3 separate regions of the Mus musculus genome follow, and all the other regions are linked to region 1. A link is a contact called in public Hi-C and promoter capture Hi-C data. All regions are on one chromosome and are shown on one strand. Each heading gives the region's core, a stretch centred on a gene start, on an enhancer-like site or on the middle of the called end of the contact. The rest is flanking DNA. Distances are from core to core; before and after follow the strand shown. Region 1 holds the start of Rad51ap1 (RAD51 associated protein 1). Region 2 overlaps Gm33320 (a long non-coding RNA gene). Region 3 has its middle 54 kb from the start of Gm34148.

What was found. Promoter capture Hi-C pulls out the DNA fragments that hold promoters and counts their contacts. A called contact is a pair of places that touch in the nucleus more often than the background predicts.
Region 2: a contact with region 1 is called in a Hi-C map of cerebellum, with 1.9 times the contacts expected there. The contact joins the enhancer-like site here to the promoter of Rad51ap1 in region 1. A contact is called at or near these places in 1 of 39 promoter capture datasets (hippocampal neurons) and 7 of 484 Hi-C or Micro-C datasets (cerebellum, cerebral cortex, cortical neurons and 3 more).
Region 3: a promoter capture Hi-C map of neural stem cells shows a contact between it and region 1. The contact joins the enhancer-like site here to the promoter of Rad51ap1 in region 1. A contact is called at or near these places in 10 of 39 promoter capture datasets (the 3T3-L1 cell line, the HPC-7 cell line, cranial neural crest and 6 more), 2 of 484 Hi-C or Micro-C datasets (LSK cells and Th2 cells), 10 of 115 datasets of contacts at active chromatin or transcription factors (the 230-238 cell line, VIP interneurons, astrocytes and 6 more) and 3 of 9 other capture datasets (embryonic stem cells, liver and pancreatic islet).

The regions. Positions count from the first base shown.
Region 1 is chr6:126,938,201-126,940,900 of GRCm38.p6, forward strand. Rad51ap1 (RAD51 associated protein 1) reads right to left here and starts at 1,387. Exons shown (of 9, transcript NM_009013.4): 1 at 1,294-1,387. The coding sequence starts at 1,310. It overlaps D6Wsu163e (DNA segment, Chr 6, Wayne State University 163, expressed), which reads left to right and starts at 1,766. Exons shown (of 14, transcript NM_138594.3): 1 at 1,766-1,826.
Region 2 is chr6:126,552,734-126,555,433 of GRCm38.p6, forward strand. It overlaps Gm33320 (a long non-coding RNA gene), which reads right to left. Exons shown (of 5, transcript XR_378037.2): 1 at 2,493-2,700; 2 at 2,000-2,062; 3 at 1,088-1,311. Among named protein-coding and RNA genes, the nearest start is that of Gm33320, 4.5 kb to the right of the region's middle. Within about 2 kb of position 1,333, at least 15 of the 459 cell types and tissues checked have an H3K27ac peak or open chromatin away from gene starts, as enhancers often do. A contact at or near this core is called in cerebellum and cerebral cortex, where this site is marked.
Region 3 is chr6:127,392,695-127,395,394 of GRCm38.p6, forward strand. No RefSeq gene overlaps it. Among named protein-coding and RNA genes, the nearest start is that of Gm34148, 54 kb to the right of the region's middle. Within about 2 kb of position 1,402, at least 40 of the 459 cell types and tissues checked have an H3K27ac peak or open chromatin away from gene starts, as enhancers often do. A contact at or near this core is called in astrocytes and neural stem cells, where this site is marked.

The sequences.
Region 1 (2,700 bases), core at 137-2,636:
CAGCAACCACATGGTGGCTCACAACCATCTGATGCCCCCTTCTGGTGTATCTGGGAACAGCTACAGTGTACTCATATAAATAAATCTTAAAACAAAACAAAAAAAACCCTAAACTTACTTGCTCCATCTCCACACCACACACACACACACACACACAGTGCCAAAGTCACACACAACTGATAGCATCTCAATTCCCCCCTCCCCCCTGCTTTCGCTCTGGCCACTCCAGTCCCCCTCAGAGCCAACCAACAGCCGGTGGCCTTTATAAAAGTGAAATGAGAATATCTCAGGCCCTCCACCACTGAAACTACAGATTTCCCATTTGTCTCAAATAAAATTCAAACTCCTAAGACCTACAAGCTGCTTTAGATAGATTTAGATAGATTACAACTGCTTTGTAATCTATCTGACTCAGTCCTCAATCCATCCACATGCTTGTTCATCCCACACCTTCAATCTGCTTCTCAAACATGGTGAACCTTGGGCTTTGGCTCCTATTTCATGTGAATGCCCCTTACATTTTACCTAGGTAACGCGTTCATATGATTTAAAGTAAGGCTTTTCTCCTTCCTCCTATGTTACATTGTGGTGTTTATTTTGTTACTCCCCCTTATCTCTCCCCACCCCTCTTCCAATAGAGTGTAGCCTCCAGCTCTTAGTACAATACAGGCCTAGGAGAATTCACTAAGTTTATTGTTGTTTGGTTTTGCAGGACTGGGGTTTGAAGCTGGGGGCCTCTCATCTGCTAGGCAATCACTGGACCACTGGGCCATAGTCTCAGCTATATTCAGTCATTCTACTAAATGGATGGCCAGCCTGGCATCCCGGTTGTGATCACAGAGAGATTCCAACAGTCTAAAGGAAAGCAGATAGGAACTGGGGGTCATGTGACAGGGCACCACGGCTTGAGCTGGAAGTTAAATGGGCCTCTCTGCCTAGGGATTTGAGGGAATAGGCACACCTGCTTTTTCTGTATCGCTCAACGTATGACAGCCACTTAACGCGGTCGCTCGCTGTCGCGTTAAGCGCGACTCAAATGCTAGCCTACCAGGTCCCTCTGGAGTGGGGTGACTCAGGGGCGACAGCTGCAGAAGGAGGCCGAGGGGCGGCAAGCGAGATGCCAGGCGGGCTCCTCTGAGCAGCGGGTGGCTCTCACCGGAGACTGGCGACGAGCACCCACCCAATCGCGCTGCCCTCTGTCGGATCTCGTCCTCTCCCGCAACCATGCATGACAGTGGCCCCCATCGTCCCCGTCCTTCCTCTCTGCCCCGCGGGACGTCACCAACCACTCACCTGATAGGACGCACCATGGTGCCCTGCCTAGAGCAGCAGTGCTCTGGAGCTGGGGAGCAGCTGTGGCGGTTTCAATTCCCGCCGAAAACCAGACGTCGCGCTCCACGCCCCGCTGCGCCAGCCCGCCAATCACCGCTCGCCTGCCTGAGGCGGCGCCTGCGTGCTGAAGAGAGGGCGCCTGCGCACACACACCGTGGCCCGGGCACGCCATCCTGGATCCTGTCTGCTCAGACTTAGCTTTTGTTTTGATACTGCACTTTCGTCACAATTGCGATTTGGTACCGAGTCTAAAATACAATATAAAAATAGCGACACGCCTCCAATATTTAGAATGACTAACTTAAAAATAACTGGAACAAAGGGGGTCTTGGATAGGCGTTTTCCTTGGCGCTTGAGGAAAGAGAAACATGAGTTCCGAATCTGCCAAAGTGGATCTATTGGAGGTTAAAAAAAAAAAAGCAAGAAGTCAGCTGACTTATTTGGGCAGTTCTGCGTTGACAGCTCCAAGTGTGCTTTGGTGTCTGATGAGAGAGGTGAGTTCGAGCCCACAGCGAAGAAGCCCCTTCAGTGTGGAGGACCCAATGACGGTATCTGGTACAGACTTAAAGAACAGAAGGAGTCTTCTAAGGGCCATCTAAAGTGCTGGAGTGCAGCTTGCCATTGCCAGTTCAGTGTTTGTGGTCAACTAGGCTTGTCGTTTTGCATGTTGCTCTGACAGGGTGTAGGCACACCCAGAGAATTCGGAGACGTAAACTGGATTACGATGAATTGTATCCTGAGAGCAACAGACCACAGGAACAAAGAGTAACATGAAAACGTGTGTTTTTATTGGTTTTGTTCTGTTTCATGTTACAATGTATTCTAATTACTGTCTCACCTTATGTCGCACCTGTCCCTACTAACTTGCCCATCCCTCTAATCTCTGCATTTCCACCAGTCCCCTTTCTAGATTCATGTCGTTGGGTTTTTTTTGTTTTGGTTTGGTTTTGTTTGTTTTTGTGACCCTATATCTTAATTAGACCAGACTATTGAATTGCGACTACTCATTGGAGCCTGGTGGGGGCACCCGTGGGCACACAACTGAAAAATAACTTCCCTTTTCCTGAATCTGCCCATAGAAAACAGTTCCTTAATGACACATGGGTCATTCTGAGTCGTCTTCTCTCTTCCCTCTGCTGCTGCTGAGGCTAATCTTATGCAGACCTCTGACACTGCAGTGAGTTTACTGCTGTAATGGCAGCGTCTTGTCAGAAGGTGGCATTTTGTCTTCCTCTCTATGATCTGGTTCCTCTATTTTTCCACTTCCTATTCTGCAGTGTTCCTTGAACCTTCACAGAGGTGGTATAAATGCCTTGTTTAGGGCCGAGTCCCCATCCATCACATGTTCTCACCTTGTGGCACCTGGAG
Region 2 (2,700 bases), core at 83-2,582, 390 kb before region 1:
TAGCTGTTTTTCTCTCATTAAGACTCTGGCTGGGTCCCATGGCTGTACACCCCTTTCCCACCCAGTGACTTGTCGGGCCTCAGATTGGATTTTCCAATCCAGAGACTTCCACTCTGCTTCCAGGTGAAAGAGAGCCACTAGCAATAATGATGTGACTGTCCCCTAGCTATGACTAAGCTGTGCCAGCCCCAGTGGCAAGGGCCCAAGCATCACCTAGTTGAATTTTCTTTCTAAAACTTCCCTTTAATTGGTAGATACTGTAACTCAGTTTATGCATACAAAATGAGAGCCCCATCCCATTCTCAGAAAAGTCCCATGTCACATGGCATGGAACTTGCAGAGCCGACAACCAAGCTGGCAAAACTCCAAGAGAGCCAGTTCACTGTCCTCTGTCTGAGACTCCAGGATAATCAACTTTTTCCATTTCGCTTCTGGAACATACTTTTCTCCCAGCTTCCGGACATGTTCTCAGCTTCAGTCCCAGCCCCAGCTCACTGTAGTTGATTGACTAGTAGAAGGAGCTATGGTCAGCCAGAAGTCAGGTGTCACGACCTTGAAGGACTGGGCTAAAGGTGAGGATCATGTCAGAAAGTCACAGAGCTTTTTGTGACACTATGGGAGTGCTCCACTGGGAGCTAACGGGCTGAGCTGAACTTAAGTTTGCACCTGCATCCTTCCTATCCACAAGGAGCTGGAAGCCTGGCTGGGGATGGAAGATGCTCTCCAACCTTCAAAGCTTGTGCTAAGAGAATGGCAGATATGCCACAGGTCAGAGGCATACTGAAAATGGAGGACTAACCTCAACAAGTAGGAGGAGATGCCGCTTTCTGGTAGAGCAAGAACATGTAGAACCCAAGTATGGCTGAACTTCTGGGATCCAATAGGTGGGTGGTGATTCCTGTCTAGAAGAGCAGGCCACCCGCCAGAACTGAGGGAGAGGGTGTGGTTTAAAAAGAGGCTGGAGGCTGTTTAGGGAGCACGGCTTCTGCCCTTTGTTTCTTTGGTTGACAATGCTGTGTTGAAGGGCTCAACTCTTATCCCTATGAACACTGTTTTGAGCACCAAATCACACGGATAAAACACCTACCTCCAGGGTCATGGAAACCAAGAGGGCTGCTGAGGATTCTGAAGAAGAACCTGGCACGGGCGATGGAGGGTTCACGGAGGATTGGGATGGCCGCAGGAGGAGTGGCTGGCTCTCACAGTAAAATGAAAAGCGCTCTCCAGCACATTTCCGATCCTGTGAGGTATCAGTGCCCCCACGTGGTACCAGATGGTACCAGCCACTCTGCACAGCCCTGTCCGTGAAATCTGGGAGGGAGACAAAAATAAATCATGGAGCAACAGACACACCAGAGCCCCGTGGTGCCTGCTCCACAGGCTCTGGGTTGGGAGGGGCTCAGAGCAGCAGGCAGAAATGGCAGTGGCAGTGGAGTGCTGGGGCCATGGTGAATTCCACATTGGCTGTCTGGCTGCCTGACTCCCCTGCTACTGGTTAAGAGAGTTCACTAAGGTTGGTCACAGGGATGGAATGGCCAAAGATGACAAAGGGTCTCGGGTGTTACAGTGACCCCCTCCAAGGCCTTCTAACCCTTGGTGTAGACACCCATGGTTTGACGTATCCCTTAGATGCCTCAGAAAGGAGAAGAGCTGCATGACCCAGAATATATGTCCTAGAAAGTACACCAGGCCCAGATTGTAGGCAGTAGTGATTGTGCCAGCTCCTGAGGGTCACTTTGGGACTTAAACCACAGGGCCCACTGCTACCTGAGAAGACTGGGAGCAAGGAAGGTTCTTAAGTTCTCTGGGAGAGGCATAAGTACCAGAAGCCAGGAGTATCCTTGAGTCTAGAGAAGCAAAGAGGGGCAATGGCAGTCAGGGGAGCGGCCCACCCATCCCAGACGCTCCTTAGCCAGCTCCAAAGCTCACTCAGTCCTGCCTCTCATCCTCAGAATGTCAGGTTGGCTGAGAACTAATGAGGGTTTCCATGATCTCCTACCTCTGTTTTCTGAGAGCCCGACCTGTGGATTCCATCGCTCTCCAGCATATGCCAAGGGCGCACCTGTAAGTAGAAATAAGATTTGCATCTTGTCTAAGTCCTTGCTGCCTGCAAGTCCTGCCTCCCTCTGTGGATCTATGAACCTGAGACCCCCATTCCATCTCCCCGGCTGGCCCCTGGGACCATAGACACCTGCCACTTGCTTTCGGACACCTGACACCCACCCCTGTGGTGCATGCTATTGGCCACATGGGTCCTTGGGCTCACACCTTAATTTCTGTTTGGTATTTCCAGCCTCTAGCAGTGGCTTAGAGATGACAGGGTTCAAGGGACAGAAATATCAAGCAGGGGTTGGAGGACAGGGAAAGACAGGTATGAAGACACCCCCTCTTCCACTCCTCTCTTGTCTCAGACTGTAAGGCCAGGTCTGACTGAGTATCCCTGGCTTCTTCAGCTCCCACCGAGCCCTGGGGTCCTCCATTGCTTTACTTACTCAGTCTTGGGGATGCTCTTGGCTCCTCAGTGAGTGCCACCAGGATTGCTGCTCCAGCTGTGCAGGCTGACAGGAGTCTGATGGAGCATCCTCTGGGCTGACTCAGGCAGGACCTTGCCCTACCCGCCCTGCCCAGAAACTCTCTGATCCTGTGCTCTGGTCTGCTGGTGAGCCCTAGCCCTTTTGATCCTTCTCACACCACATGTGT
Region 3 (2,700 bases), core at 152-2,651, 450 kb after region 1:
AACCAATGCCGGAACACCAATCCACTGTGGGTGGCACCATTCCTATGCAGGTGGTTCTGGGCTAGGTAAGTATGAGCCTGGCAGGAAGTCAGGAAACATGCCAGTAAGCAATGTTCCTCCACAGTTCCTGCTCCAGGTTCTTGCCTTGAGTTCTTGCCCTGGTTTCCCTCAGTGACTGAATGCTAAGCCAAATAAATCTTTTCCTCCCATGTTGCTTTTGGTCAGAGCGTTTTATCATAGCAACAGATGCTAGGCTTGTGTGTTACAGGGCTTTTGTAACCCATTTTAGGGTGTGTCCTAAAAGAGGCCATGGGACACACCTTCCTCTCACTTTGTTTGTATCCTGACTGTGAAATAAACAGCTTTATGTGTGCTTCCACCCTAATGTGTCTGCATAAGCCCAAAGGCAGCAAGGCCAACTTAGCCATGAATTGAAATCTCCAAAATGGATCCCACAAAAACCTGTTACCTTCTTAATTTGACTATCTCAGATATTTTGTTACGGTATCAGAAAGCCAATGCTGTTGGCGAATCTGGAATGTCAGTTAAGTGGAGGCTGAGCAAGAGAATGTCTGTGGTAATCAGTGCTCTGAGAGCAAATACCTGACCAACTCAGGTAGGTGGGCAGCGTCACAGGAGGGAGTGGTAACTTCTGAAAATCAGGTGGGCAGAAGTCAAAGCTTAGATGCCTGGAAAGGAGTGGTGTAGGTCCAGGAACAACATTTACAAAAGGCCTGCATGCCCACGTATGTGTGTGCTATGTGTGTGTGCATACACACCACACACACACACACACACACACACAGGTCTTTATTTAGTTACTGAGAAACCAGGTTCAGTACAAGTATTTGATTTGCTGAAAATCATGACAAATACTACAGCCAGTCCCTCTGACTCCTGGGATAGTTCAGTGTGGGTAAGAAGGTGACCTGGCAGGGCACCCATCTTTCCAAGCCTCCGTTTCCTTAGCTTTACCACACTGGTCAAACAACCAGACCTATGGTAGTGGCACTTACTAAATGTCAGTCCTTGAGTCTTCCTTACCTAGTGACATCCGCTCTCCCTTTCATCCTTTCTCCAGAAAGAGAGGATTGCAGGAGGGCCAATGTGTATGTGGACACGTATTTTGTAAAAGGCAGAGAACAGATAAACGAGGTTAATTTGGCCAGAGAGAGACAGGCTAAAGGAAACAGAACCCACTGGCTGCTGAGAGTAGAGGCGCACTGGATACTGCTTTGCCTAGAAGTCTTCCAGGGAGGGCAGCAATGTCTTGCTGTGTGCTTCAGGTCATTTCAAGTCCGAAGACCCCTCTCATTAGCATTTCAGAGAAGCATCTAGCTGCCCTGCTGAAGTGCAGGCTCCCCTGGCCTCCTCAAAGCACACTGGGCAGATTCCTATGATGCAAGGTCATTGAGCTGCGTTTCCAAGGGTGACGGAGTGGGAAGGAAGCTGTTCCCTCCCACACCCCATACAGTGCAGAAAATGCAGCTCACCTCTGGCCCCTTGGACTATGGTCCTCCATTGCAGCCTAAAGATGCTAAATTAAGCACATGGCTAGATTGGGGTGAAAGCATTTGGGTCATTCTCTCAGTCGGTTCTTCAGGAAGTCTGTTATTTCTCCAGTGCTGTCCTGGCTAAGAACAAAGCAGTTTCTTATCAGCCTGAGCCACAACATATGTGGAGAGTTACCTGGAGTCTGAGGCTGGGGTGATGGCACAGGGTAAATGGCTCCTTTAAATCCTGCCTGATGCGGAGCACCCAGTTTACAACCGCGTAGGCAACATTTGGCTTCTCCTATCCGGTGAGCTTTTGTCTCTGGTTTTGACCTGAAACTTGAAGATGATTCTGCACATGACTGGAAAAAAAAACCTACTGTCCAGATAACTGGATCTCAGCAACAGCCAGAGGCTCTGTCCCTGCCAGATGGGGAGACTTCAGAGGGGATGGGGGTGGGAGTATGGGGGTGGGGATGGGGCAGGAAAGCTGACTGGATATGGTTAGAATATATAAGCATGGTGGAGTCGCAGGGCTAATGAGAGTCAGCTTGTGGAAAAGGTTAAATCAACAACCCCAGATAAGATTTGAGCAAAAGAGAGGACACCCAAAACCTTGCATCCCTCAGAGACGTGTCTGTCCAGCATCATTAACCTAGCTGTCCTCTGGGGTCATCTTCTTCAAAGGCCTCTTTTACTTTTGTCTCCCTCCTGCCTGTCCATTCTACCTCACTTCAGTTAAATTCATCTAATTTTATTTTTTTTTTTTTTCCATTTTTTATTAGGTATTTAGCTCATTTACATTTCCAATGCTATACCAAAAGTCCCCCTTACCCACCCACCCCCACTCCCCTACCCACCCACTCCCCCCCTTTGGCCCTGGTGTTCCCCTGTACCGGGGCACACAAAGTCTGCGTGTCCAATGGGCCTCTCTTTCCAGTGATGGCCGACTAGGCCATCTTTTGATACATATGCAGCTAGAGTCAAGAGCTCAGGGGTACTGGTTAGTTCATAATGTTGTTCCACCTATAGGGTTGAAGATCCCTTTAGCTCCTTGGGTACTTTCTCTAGCTCCTCCATTGGGAGCCCTGTGATCCATCCATTAGCTGACTGTGAGCATCCACTTCTGTGTTTGCTAGGCCCCGGCATAGTCTCACAAGAGACAGCTACATCTGGGTCCTTTCGATAAAATCTTGCTAGTATATGC